Regions from separate parts of the Bicyclus anynana genome. Here region 1 is linked to region 2. The links are chromatin contacts, called in public Hi-C maps. All regions are on one chromosome and are shown on one strand. The core of a region is the stretch at or near the end of the contact, and the rest is flanking DNA. Distances in the headings are between cores, read along the strand shown.

Evidence for each region. A called contact is a pair of places that touch in the nucleus more often than the background predicts.
Region 1: a Hi-C map of whole body shows a contact between it and region 2, with 4 times the contacts expected there. The contact joins the promoter of LOC112052565 here to the enhancer-like site in region 2. A contact is called at or near these places in 2 of 2 Hi-C or Micro-C datasets (whole body and whole larva).

The regions. Positions count from the first base shown.
Region 1 is chr3:14,899,847-14,906,173 of ilBicAnyn1.1, reverse strand. It overlaps LOC112052565 (integrin beta pat-3), which reads left to right and starts at 2,181. Exons shown (of 7, transcript XM_052891322.1): 1 at 2,181-2,533. The coding sequence starts at 2,387.
Region 2 is chr3:14,842,844-14,848,994 of ilBicAnyn1.1, reverse strand. LOC112052565 (integrin beta pat-3) reads left to right here. Exons shown (of 7, transcript XM_052891322.1): 7 at 4,736-6,151. Among protein-coding and RNA genes, the nearest start is that of LOC112052565, 58 kb to the left of the region's middle. Within about 2 kb of position 4,859, at least 7 of the 8 cell types and tissues checked have open chromatin away from gene starts, as enhancers often do.

The DNA.
Region 1 (6,327 bases), core at 932-3,431, 60 kb before region 2:
AAAAGTCTTACATCGATTGAGTTCAAATTTTGACACCTTTTCGCTCAAAAAATTGTTTTTAATTGTATATTCTATGCGACAGCTTTTATCTCTACAACAAGCATAAAGTTTAGTTCTTTCTTTCTTATCCATGCAACGACAACATAGTAAGCGAAGTGTGACAGCATGGTGAAATGTTAAAAATTGGTAAACATCAGTCACATGTTGTTACCTACTCCTCCGTGCCTTGGAGAGCACATTAAACCATCGGCACCTACTGACCTATACACTAATTTGGTCTTTATTAACAACCTATTAGAATAAACATCAAATCAACTGAGAAATGTCATCCACCTATTGAATAGGGTGGATGATATTTAGGATAATAATATACGACAATATATCACTAATCTAAATATAATATTGAGTTGAGGAAAATTACGTCTGAAAAGGAAAAACAGTAACCTCTTTTTTCAGAGGGCGCTAAAAGTTTACGTGATTCGTGACTAGATGGCATCACTTATACCTCTTTATGCCGTTAACAAAGTAACGTATGTAATAGGTATTAATGAACCATAATGTAGGTAAATAAATTATGTTGTAGGTACAAAATACTATTAACATCATTTATTATTATTAAGATACTTTTCTATGTGACTGTGATGCTTAGAAACAAAATATAATATTATATCAATTACCAGCAATATATTGATGTTTTAATTATGGATGTATAATAATCTAGTATTAAAATATATACTTATCTTATCAACATGTAAACTTCATTTTCTTTAGTACCGTTATTAAAAATAGATGGCGCTTTACGTATTCCACTGAAAAACTCTAATGTATAAAAAATTAAAATACATAACATAATTATATATTCAATAAAACATAAAAAACATATACTTATAACTGTCAATTACAACTATCTAAACACCGAACACAAAATATAAGTATATTGAGAAAGTTATATCATTTGTAAAAGGAAAACCTAACTCACGCTAGCGATGTGTTTAAAATTTAAACCTATATATAGTAGAAAATCGCTTAAGTGATGGAGAGTCCGTTTCTACACAGTAAGGCAGGATTTCGGGGTGTTCTCCTGCTCTAATGGAACACTCCACCCAACCCAGAGGACTGATTAAAAAGCCTTTGCGGGAGACGCTCGTCGTCAAAGTAGCGGGGACTGATTTAAAAGCCCTGCTGTCGGAGGTCGTCCGGTGCACCGGACTTCTGATGAATTAGTTACGTCGGGGACTATACTCGTATAGGACCGTTCGTATCAAAGAGTAGAGACTGGGACCGCTATCTGTGGGACCGCTCTAACAGTGGCCCTAGGGCCTTGGAAATGGGGCCCTAGCCCTTAAACCCCACTGATGTAGAAAATTTGACTCTCTTTTCTTTCGTATAACTCAGTTTCAAAGTGTCAAATACTTATAAATGGCGCTATACATATATACCTACTCGTGTTCTGTTTCAGAATCCAATTTCTAGGTATATACTAAATTGCTACCCAATCGGTTGAGCGGTTTAACCATGAAAATCTGTAAGACAATCAAACTTACTTGCGCATTTTCATTTATAATATACTAACCGCCGCCTTGCGGTTTTACCCGCGTATTTCCAGTTCCCGTGATATACTGAGATAAAATGTACTTACAAATAACGTGGTTTTCTATTTGTGGAAGAATATTCAAAATTTATCTTAGGTTCAGTAGATCTGGAAGTTACCCCTAAAAACTTACGTATATTACATAGTAGGTAATGAGATATTATTATATAAGTATGGATCACAGTTGTTATTTATATTATTACTGTATAATAAATAAATATAAAAAAGATAAAATTAAAATTACGATATAGATTTAATTATTTTATTAAAATTTTACTATTTTTCTATTCTTATGTTCTTCGAACCCTTCGTAACATTTTTATACTTCGCCAACATAATTAAAAGTTCCAATCTCCTTCTAAAAACCGCCTTGCTTGGGCGATGATGTATAATTAAAATAATATAATAAATCAAATTCACCTCAAAAAAGTCACCTCATAAATATATTTTTAATACAGTAGTCAGTAACTTCATAGTTATCACTTTCTAATAGAATGATAACGAAAAAAAAAGATGTCAATTTCCGCGAATTTCCTTGGAAACGATGATTCATCTCGTAAAACGTCTGATCAAGTGAGCGAGAGAGGTCATTCCTTCGCCGTAGTCTGTGACCGTCCGCGACACTGTGAGCGCGTTTCGATATTTAAATTTTCGAGCGCGTTCGATTTTTAAATCTCCAAGCGTGTTTGATATTTTACGATTCCAACGATAGCAGACGAAAGTTTCTAGTGTTTGTGGTTTAAAACAAAGCTCGTATTTATTTGATGTTTCGAAAAATAAATTATTGAAATAAAAATGGCTTCAGTGTGGTTTGCAGTGGTTATTTTATTATCAATTCAGCAAGTTTTCGCAATTCACCGCGAATGCGGGGAATTTAAGAATTTGAAGAACTGCAACGATTGCATCCGATGTGGTGGACACTGGTGCAATGATCCGAATGAAGTAAGTTTTATTCAATTTGATTTATTTATTGACCTACCGTACTTATTTCATTCATTTTCTCGTGGTTTAAAAAATATTTATTTATTACCCTACCCTACTGATTTTCTAAAATATATCGTCTTATCTGAAGGTAGTTTAGATATTTTCCTAGCACAAAAAATAGGTACCGACATTATATTTTTTTATAGTTACTTTTATTTAATTAAACTATTTTTATGTGAAAGTAAATATATTTTAGAAGACATTGTATTCTACTTTCAGACGTTAAAAGATATTACTAGCTCAGTAACTGTCATAGTATGAATATTTGTTAAAACAAACTGCACTAATATAGATTAGTTAGATTAGAGATAACAGGGTATGTTAATTTATCGAATACTATATTACTTAAATATAGATATTTTGCGATTTGCGAAGAACTAATTTAATATAATAATAAAATAAGTATTTTAGCACTTTCATTAGCTTTAAGTAATCTTCATCCTTATCGCCTTTTTTAACGCCTCACTACAGGCCGTCGCTATTTATAGTAAAAGGGATAAGGAGTTTAAGCCCACCACGCTGGTCTAATGCGGGTTGATGGACACAAGGTTGACACTAAATGGTGAATTCTTTAACGATCTTTATCAGATGATAATGAGAATTACCTGGGTCCGGGGTCAACGGCTTGTCATGCTTAACCATTTCTCTGGTCTCGAACTCAGTACCTTGTGATCGAAACCTCATAGGCTCAGAAACAACGAAGCAGTTAAGCCATGTTAATGTTATTTTTTTACTGTGGTTAAGCTTGGTTAAGTATGTAATTGTAAAAAGAGTGCTAGCAATAGTGATCATCGATTTAAGCTATTTAATTTACAAAGATAGGAGAAACAACTAAATGAATAAAAACGTTTTACTGTCACTATTGAGCACGAGTCTCCTCTCAGAATGAGAGGGGTTAGACCTTATGGATTTGCAGACTTCACGTACGTAGAGAATTGAGAAAATTCTCAGGTATCCAAGTTTCCTCATAGTTTGAAAAATTAATCTCGGCCTATAATAGCCGCTATAAATTTAAATTTACGCTATAAATTTGGATTGATAATCCAAATTTATAGCGTATTCTTACTTAGAAAATATTTTCATCGTGTTTAGTTCTAGAACGAATCTTGAGTAAAGACCTAAAAACTAACATCTGGGCCCAAATGTACCCCCCACTTAGGAAAAGCCACAAATAAAATTAAAAACCCTCTTCCATATATCATGAGTCATATGAATGACGCGTTAGGTAGGTATTTGTATTTCTTTATACTTAAGATGTGTATAATATGGCTTGGCTTATTTTCCTCCTTATTAAGTAGAAGGCAGTGACGTGCAGAAAAATTTTATATCGTGGAATGAACAACTTTATGTAGGTATATTATTTAACACTGCTTTAATTGGCGTCTCTACCACAGTAATACTTATGATTAATTAAAAAATATCGTGTAATATGTTGCACAACATAAAAAAAGCCTCCAGTTTAACAACTGCATACTCCATGAAAAAATAAAGCTTAGCGTAATGATTTTAAGAGGATAGGCACTATAAATATTTAGGGAGATACCAATAATAGCTTATGTGTATAAAATTCCAATGCATGGAATGGTTCGGCAAGGTACAACCTACAACCTATACTACAGCCTTTCTCGATGACTACTGTTTACCAACAAACAAATTTAAAATGAGGGTATACATCACTAGTCATTTCACACCTAATAATAATTATAATTAACTTATTTCAAATTAATGAAAATAAATTTGATTGATAATTCTAGAACGATTAGATATGGTTAATATATTTTATATGACATTTTATAAACAAATTATACATAATTTAAAATAAATAAGTTATGAAATGAATGCGTTTTTTACCTTCATTTGTAATTTGTTTGTTGGTAAACAGTATTCATCAAGAAAGGATGTAGTATAGATGTGCCTATTCACTCTATATTTGACATCGTAGTTAGGGAATACTGAAGATGTTTATGGTAGATGACTCATATCAATTTTAATATAAACAATAATAATTTCGTATAGTACCTACATGGAATAAGGGTCCGAAATATATCAATTAATAAAAGTTAAGGATTTCTTAACTTAATTTCAAAAATATGTAATTTTTCAAATTTTCCAAACATCTAAAATTCTGTCCATTTTGTGACGTCACAATGTTACTTGATGTACTAAACGTCAAACTAATTGTTAACTAATGTTAACTTATGTCCGTTTGCAAGCATATTATTATACACTGCAATACAATTTTATAATTTAAAATTTAAGAATCGATGTGACGTGAACCGTAATATATTTTTTTAATTAGACATGTAAAATACTCCACTCCAGTCTATTGTCGTTCCCACTTGGTTGAAGGCGAAACCTTCAACCAAGTGGGAACGACAATAGACTAAACCGTGCGTGGATTCAAGACTAAGCGTCAAGCTAATGAGAATCTAATATACCCGTGAATGACCTGATCCTGGGATAAAAGGACTGACAATAAAGTCCATGTGACTCAATCCAAAATAGATTGCGTTCGGTTCCAGTCCACGTTATTGACTCAATTGTTTCCTTCCGTCCGTGTCTATTCTTTTTCTTCTTTTAACTCCAACAGTTTATACATACCTAGTACCTACTTGTGCAAGTGTATAGATATTATATTTTAGAAAGACTTAGCACTACAACCAAACGACAACCAAGCCACACGGCTTTGGTTGTAGTGCTAATATGCAGAACAAGGGGAAACTGAAGGGACGCAGAAATATGTTTAAAATTATTATTATTAAATGGGTTTGTTAAAGCTTTTCTTGTCATTATTGGCATATTTTAATAGTGGATTAAAAAGCCAGGCATCCCTTCTTATATGAAAGATGTAGTGCTTAGACCCACCATTCAGCTCCTATGCAGGTTGGTAGCCTTAGGGTGATAATAATAAAGTCATTAGCGACCATTATCGTGATAAAAGGTTACTTCGCAACTCCTGGCTGAGATTACTGAAAATTTCGAAAGAAGAATGAATCTCAATATCTCATAGCCTGACCCGACCAATGTGCATGTTTTCTCACCATGTTTCTTCAGCATTTACTGTAAAAATTTAGAGATACATACCTTGGACCGGATTCGATCCTACGTCCTCCGAATCAAAAGCAAATCAATATTCACTGGGCTCTAACGGCTCTCATATGCGGATGGATGGTGCATGATATTTCCGATTATTTCTTTACACCAAAATATTTCGCTGAATGTTGCAATTTTTTTCCTTTTTCTGCAGTATTTATTAATTGACCTAAATTGTATTTTTTCACATGCAAAGGTATCATAGACAGCTCTTTCAATCGGATTGCTTGCTATTTGCCATACAAACTTCACCGTTACTTGCTAAAATCTGTAAAATACAGTTACGGTGAAATGAACTCTCATACATAGTAATAAGGGATATTTTCCTGTGAGCTAATTACAGTTTTAGCTATGACTAAGTGAACCTGGCCAGCTCATTTCCCAACGCTAATTACATCTCTAATTTTGACTTTATTGCGTAAAATTAGGATGTTCTCTTTTTGTTTCGCAAATGACACTTGGTTACATTCAGGGTTATTTCTCATCTTTTTTACACTCTACAACAGGGTTTCTCAAAGAGGGGTACGCGAACCCCAAGGGGTTCGCTATTCGACGGCAGGGGGTTCGCGACAAGATTCACGTAATCGTGGCTTGATAACTTATACCGATTCAGAATTATAAGGTTAAAACTGTCCAAAATACTCCTAACAGTGAATCCA
Region 2 (6,151 bases), core at 3,610-6,109:
GGTCTCATTCTGATCTCAAAGTAGTTTACGCAATAACATTAGCATACGTCATGTCGTAGATAGGCTGCAAGTGGCTGCAAGGCTGCACTTTGGCTGCAAGTTTCAACTGACAGCTATTAGATTACAACTGTCCAACTCAAGATATAAACTGAAAGAGTTATTTTGTTGGTACTCATTTAGTTACATTGTTATAGCTCCTTCATACCGGTGGTTCTTTACAGTCTAGACTACGTCAAATGATGTATACTACAGTCTTTCTTAATGAATACTGTTTACCAACAAAGAAAGGACAATGGTCTATTTCCAAAGAAATTTTTGCTGACATTTTTTTCAAGCGTCTATGAATGAAAAAAATATAAAATGATAGATAATTATTTTCTTAAACCTGCTCATAAACCTGTACAGCAGTAGCACAGGAATTGTAAGAATAGATGAGGTTACATCCAACACTTTCAAGTTCTGCAAAGGCGTTAGGCAGGGTTGTGTGCTTTCTCCTATTCTGTTCAATATATATGGAGAGTATATAATGAGACGAACTCTCGAAGACTGGGATGGTGGCATCAGCATTGGTGGAGCAAAGTTAACCAATTTACGCTACGCTGATGACACAACTCTCTTAGCAGCATCGGAGGGAGAGATGACATCTTTATTGAACAGAATGGCACGTGTGAGCGAAGAAATGGGTCTCTCCATAAACAAATCGAAAACAAAATTAATGGTTGTTGATCGCGCCAATAAATTACAACTCACTGGCTCTTTGAATCTTGAAATAGTTCAAAATTTCATATATCTGGGTTCCAATATAACAAACACAGGATCATGTGAGATGGAAATTCGCAGGAGAATTGGGATGGCCAAAAGTGCCATGTCTCAACTGCATAAAATTTGGAAAGACAGGAACATCTCCTTAAACACAAAAATGCGTCTTGTCCGGACTCTAATCTTTCCAATATTCACATATGCAGCTGAGACATGGACTATCAAATCAGCTGATCGGCATCGCATAGATGCCTTTGAGATGTGGTGCTGGCGAAGAATGCTCCGTGTTCCGTGGACAGCGCATAGGACCAATGCATCGGTGTTGAAACAACTCAACATCTCGAAAAGACTTTCCACCACCTGTCTTCAGAGGATCCTCGAGTACTTCGGTCACATTGCCAGGAGAGAAGGAGATAACCTAGAGAAACTTGTTATCACTGGCAAAGTGGAAGGAAAGAGACCTCGGGGACGTAGCCCGATGCGTTGGTCAGATCAAATCCGCACCACTCTCGATACAAAAGTACACGATGCTCTACAAGTCGCGAAAAGCCGAGCCGCATGGCGTGACATCGTGCGGAAAAAAGTTATTAATGTGTGATAGGGGTCACGACCCTCAGTAATGAGGAACACGACGCGGAGAGAGAATTATTTTCTTAACAATTTATTCTTATGGTTTAATATTATGTGAAGTCTGGAATTCAAGATATTTATGTTTGAAGTTTTAGAGGATATGTTTTGTCAACAACGAATAGAGACCTACTTTTTATATTGAAGTCTTAAGTATTCCATGATTTTGAAGCTGGGTATTTGGGTTCGATCGAAGAACATAAAAAGTAGGTTTGATCCCCATTTTTCTCTTAGACATGGATAATATACATACTTTATAAAAAAGAACCTTCCTAATTAAATCTAAAAATCAACGTGGAATTTAATACAATAGTGTTTTAAGTCAGTAGTTTAGCGGGAGAATCGGTGCCCATAAACATAAGCGGTCGTTAAAAAATAATGTAGGTACAGAAAATCATTTGATAAGTATCGGAAAAATGCAACAAGATTTACAAGACGCTTAAGTACGCAAACAACGAAATTACGTCGCGATGTGACAACTGACTGACAGTTCACAGTTGAATTGTTAGTGCATGACTTGTCATAGGAACACGTAAAAGTATCGATACTTTATAGTATCGATTAATGATTATCGATCTCCTTTCGATACTGTTATTTTTGTAATCAATAAGTAATCTTCAGGAAATTACTTACTATTTTTACTTACGTTTTACCTTTATTTAAAATCTTGTCGAACATACTTAAACAATAAATACGTTTGTAAACACTTGTTCCTTTCCTTTGATTATTAAAATATATCATATGGCTTACTGTTGGTAATAATTGTTATTAACATATTTGACTATTATATTTTGTTTATTTTATTACTTAAATGTAAAATGCCGCCAAGTAAGAGTGAACTTTAGCAGTATTTTGTCATGATTAGAAATAAGTAATTTAAATTAAATAATTGTACCAATTGCATTTAAATTAATTACTATTACTTGTTTGAAAATCAAAATATTTTATATATATTTCAAAATAATTATATTAATTCGTCATAAATATTAGTTTATATGTTTGTTCTGCTGAAATTAAACTGATGTCATTGAATACGTGTAGTTCAATGACGATATTTTATTCGATTCGATACTGGCTTTTCGGTATCGTGCGCGTCCCTAGTTGTCCGATATATGCAATATTCGTATAAATAGTATGGTTGCCATACTCAATTATTTAAATGTTGATTGATGTCTCAATTGATGTGAATATATTTTGGTTTTTGGACTTAATTGGACCTTTTTCTCTGTTTCAAAAAATTAAATAAATTATTCTCTACAAACTGTAATAGTTTACATTAGTAGACGCTTATGAATTCTATCAACAAACACCAGACCATTGTCCTTTGAAATGAAGGTAGAAAACGCATGTCATTTCATAACTTATTTATTTTAAATGATGTATTGTTTGTTTATAAAATGTTATATAAAATATATTAACCATATCTAATTGTTCTAAGCTTATTAATCAAATATAAATTCATTTATTTAAGACCAAGTTAATTATAATTATTATAAGATGTTAAATGACTAGTGATTTATACCCTCATTTTTAATTTGTTTGTTGGTAAACAGTACTCATCGAGAAAGGCTGTAGTATAGGTACGTGAATATCAGAAGCACAGAATAAAGATCATACAGAATGAGTCTTTACAAGCAGCGTGGCGAAGCCGGTGAAACGTATAAAAAAACGAACGTCACGCGTCTCCTTCACATCCGCATGTAAACTTTTATCATAATTTGTATTTCAAAATTTTACATTAACAACATTTACGTAAATTAATATAATAATCAATAATAACCAATAACTCCATCTTATTCCTTAGTTTTTGTAAACAGTTTTTAAAATATTTAAAAACTCAAGATGCCACTTTTCTAGAATAATATTTAAAATATAATACTTTATGATCTTTTTTAAAACCAGCAACTGTTGAGTTTCTTGCCGGTTTCTTCTCAGCAGAACCAGCATTCTGAACTGGTGGTAGTATCTTTACAAATAGTCAACTGACGTGTCAAAAGAGCTTGTAGGCTGAGCCTACTTGAAATGAATGAATTTTGAATTTTGAGATCAAATTATACTTACCAGTACATTAGTCATGGTAAAAAACCGAACAACATTATGAATAGGAAAAAAAGCTTATTCAGAATATCAGTTCAAAGAACAAACCATAATTACACATTACGTAGAGTAGATACCTACATAATCAATTACACTTTAATTGTTACATCCGTTATCGATTCAATTAATGCCAATTAAACTCTTTTTATACTTGACCACACAAGCGACGGAAATTATTCAGCAAGTTGTTACTCAAGTCAATAGCTCACGAGTTAGGAGGTTGATTAAAATCCGAAAGACTCCAGGATCATCCCCGCCCGTTGCAGTATTTACATATTTTTTCTAAAAACTGTAAACTGAATTGTCATTAAATATATTTTGATTTGATTTGATTAAAATAAGGTAGGTCTGGCTATCCCAGGCCAAGAACACGACTAACGTCTACCATTGAAACTGTTGAACCATTTTTGTTTGTTTTTGATATTGAACCTACCTTTTCCTGTAAGCGCCGCTTCCGTTCCAAAATACAAGTAGTAATACAGTAAATACGCACGTTCCCCCATCATATGGTAAATATTTACAAGTTTAGTAATAAACTTACTAACAGTTAATCGGTATTCGGTACCAATAAGACCGCTAAAGCGTCTGACTCATATACTGCGTCACAGAAATCCTATATGACTCACAATGGCACGCGTTTTTTTTCGATGACATGTGATTTGGCCGCGATCTCACCTGATGATGCTATGGAAACGCCCTAATTGGTATAGAAATTAGGGATATGACCAAGAAACTTGAAATATACCTACGAGTAACTATTACTCGTATCTCTGGTCTCTGGTTATGTCAGCTTAAACTGGTTTCTGTTTTTAGATTCGTTTGGGTTATTGACTTCTTAATTTTAATATTACGTAATATTATGAATAAAGTCAAGGGAACTGTTAAATTTGCTACTATTATAAACAAAAAAAAATATTTAAAATTGTACAAATATTTTTTTTTAGGAAAAAAAGAACCGCCATTGAATTAAATAGAATATTTAAATCTACCCTAAAATATTCAAAAAACAAAACGTTTTTGCAAATCGGATGTATCGTTATAAACATAATGTATATACCTACATATAGATTGAAAACCTACCGAACCTGTTTTTTTAAGAGTCTGTAAAAAAAATACTTCCATAAAATTACTCTACCATCAAGTGATATCGCAGTCAAGCGTTAATTTGACGACTAATCGAAACTAACAAACAGGTGTGACTAATGGGGCAGTATTGTCAAGTTTCTTACGTTATTGTTTCTTTTGTCCATAGATACGTAATACCTGAATCACCGAGGACCTTGGGGCCAAAGGGTCAACGGTATACGCGTTGGGGACACTGCAATACGGCCCCAGTATCCCGTATCGAAACCCATTCCAACACTGCCTGTGATCAACACGATATGATGAAGAAATTGCATTCGTCCGGTGTCGTCGTCGCAAATTGTAACTATGTATACTGTTAGTAATAGTAGTAGGTGCGTTCTGATCGTTTAGAAATGTCCAATTTTTAATTCTACTACAATATATCTCTGGTCAATAATAAGTACCTATGATTTGTGGAATTCACACTATTAAGGACGCTATGTTACATTTTATAATAAATAATTGTAATATTTGTTAATTAGATGTGTAGTTTATCGACTGCTGCCAATATTTTATCTTTATCTATAAATATTTTATCTATCATTACACAATTGGCAATTTCTAAACGATCAGTATAGTAGTAATAGCGCGTTTTATGTAATGCCTCTGTGATATTTAAGATGATTAAGTAATAAGTGTTTTATTTTATAAAGTGACTCACACGAGTCATGGTACGTACGTTATCGCGTATTTAGATTAGCAATCTCGATTATTAAAAAAATACGTGTTGACGCACGGTGAAATAAGTGGCGAAGTTACGAACGATTTACACCTGCCGGTTAGAGTGGATTCAGTAATATTCTTCCGTACAAGCGTTGTACGGAACAGTCGGACAAATGTATTAATAGAGTTACTATTTACTATATATTAAAATCTCCAAAATAATTCATCTTATGGACGTACTTACTCTGTTGAGGTTTCACCTGTTACTTGATGTTATATTACAGTAAGAAGGTAACAAGTAGGTACTTACCTTAATTTTAGTAGCTATTAGTTCCAATTAAACGATTGATGGATTTGATTAAAGTTTAAGTAGTTTATGATAAAAAATAATCAATACCTCTGAGAATACATCCAGTTACGTACCTTGTAACTGGATGTATTCTCAAAGTTATTGAATTTAAATAATACTTATGTTGACAGTTAGATTAACTTAAATTCGTGCGCTGGTTCGCAGAAGTACAGTTCATCCGTAAGGTGTAAATCGATCAGTAAACGTCACCGTGCTTAGAGAAAATGTATAAAATATATTAAATAGCATTAGTTTTTAGGTGATTTATGAATTCTGTGTAGAAGTTGAAATGGGGAGCCATTAACGTATGAGTTCATCCATTTGTTAGTCATGACTGTGAATGGTTTACACACATTTCTCAATTAATGAGGGTACCTTGACATTGTAATAACGGCGTCTTAAATGCAATTAAAGCTTATTATCAGTAGCTTCATAGATATAATGCTGATATGCAATCCCACAAATACTTCGTGATCAATTGGCTTATAGGTGCCCTGACTAAATGATCTCATTCGAGTTTACTATGACTGA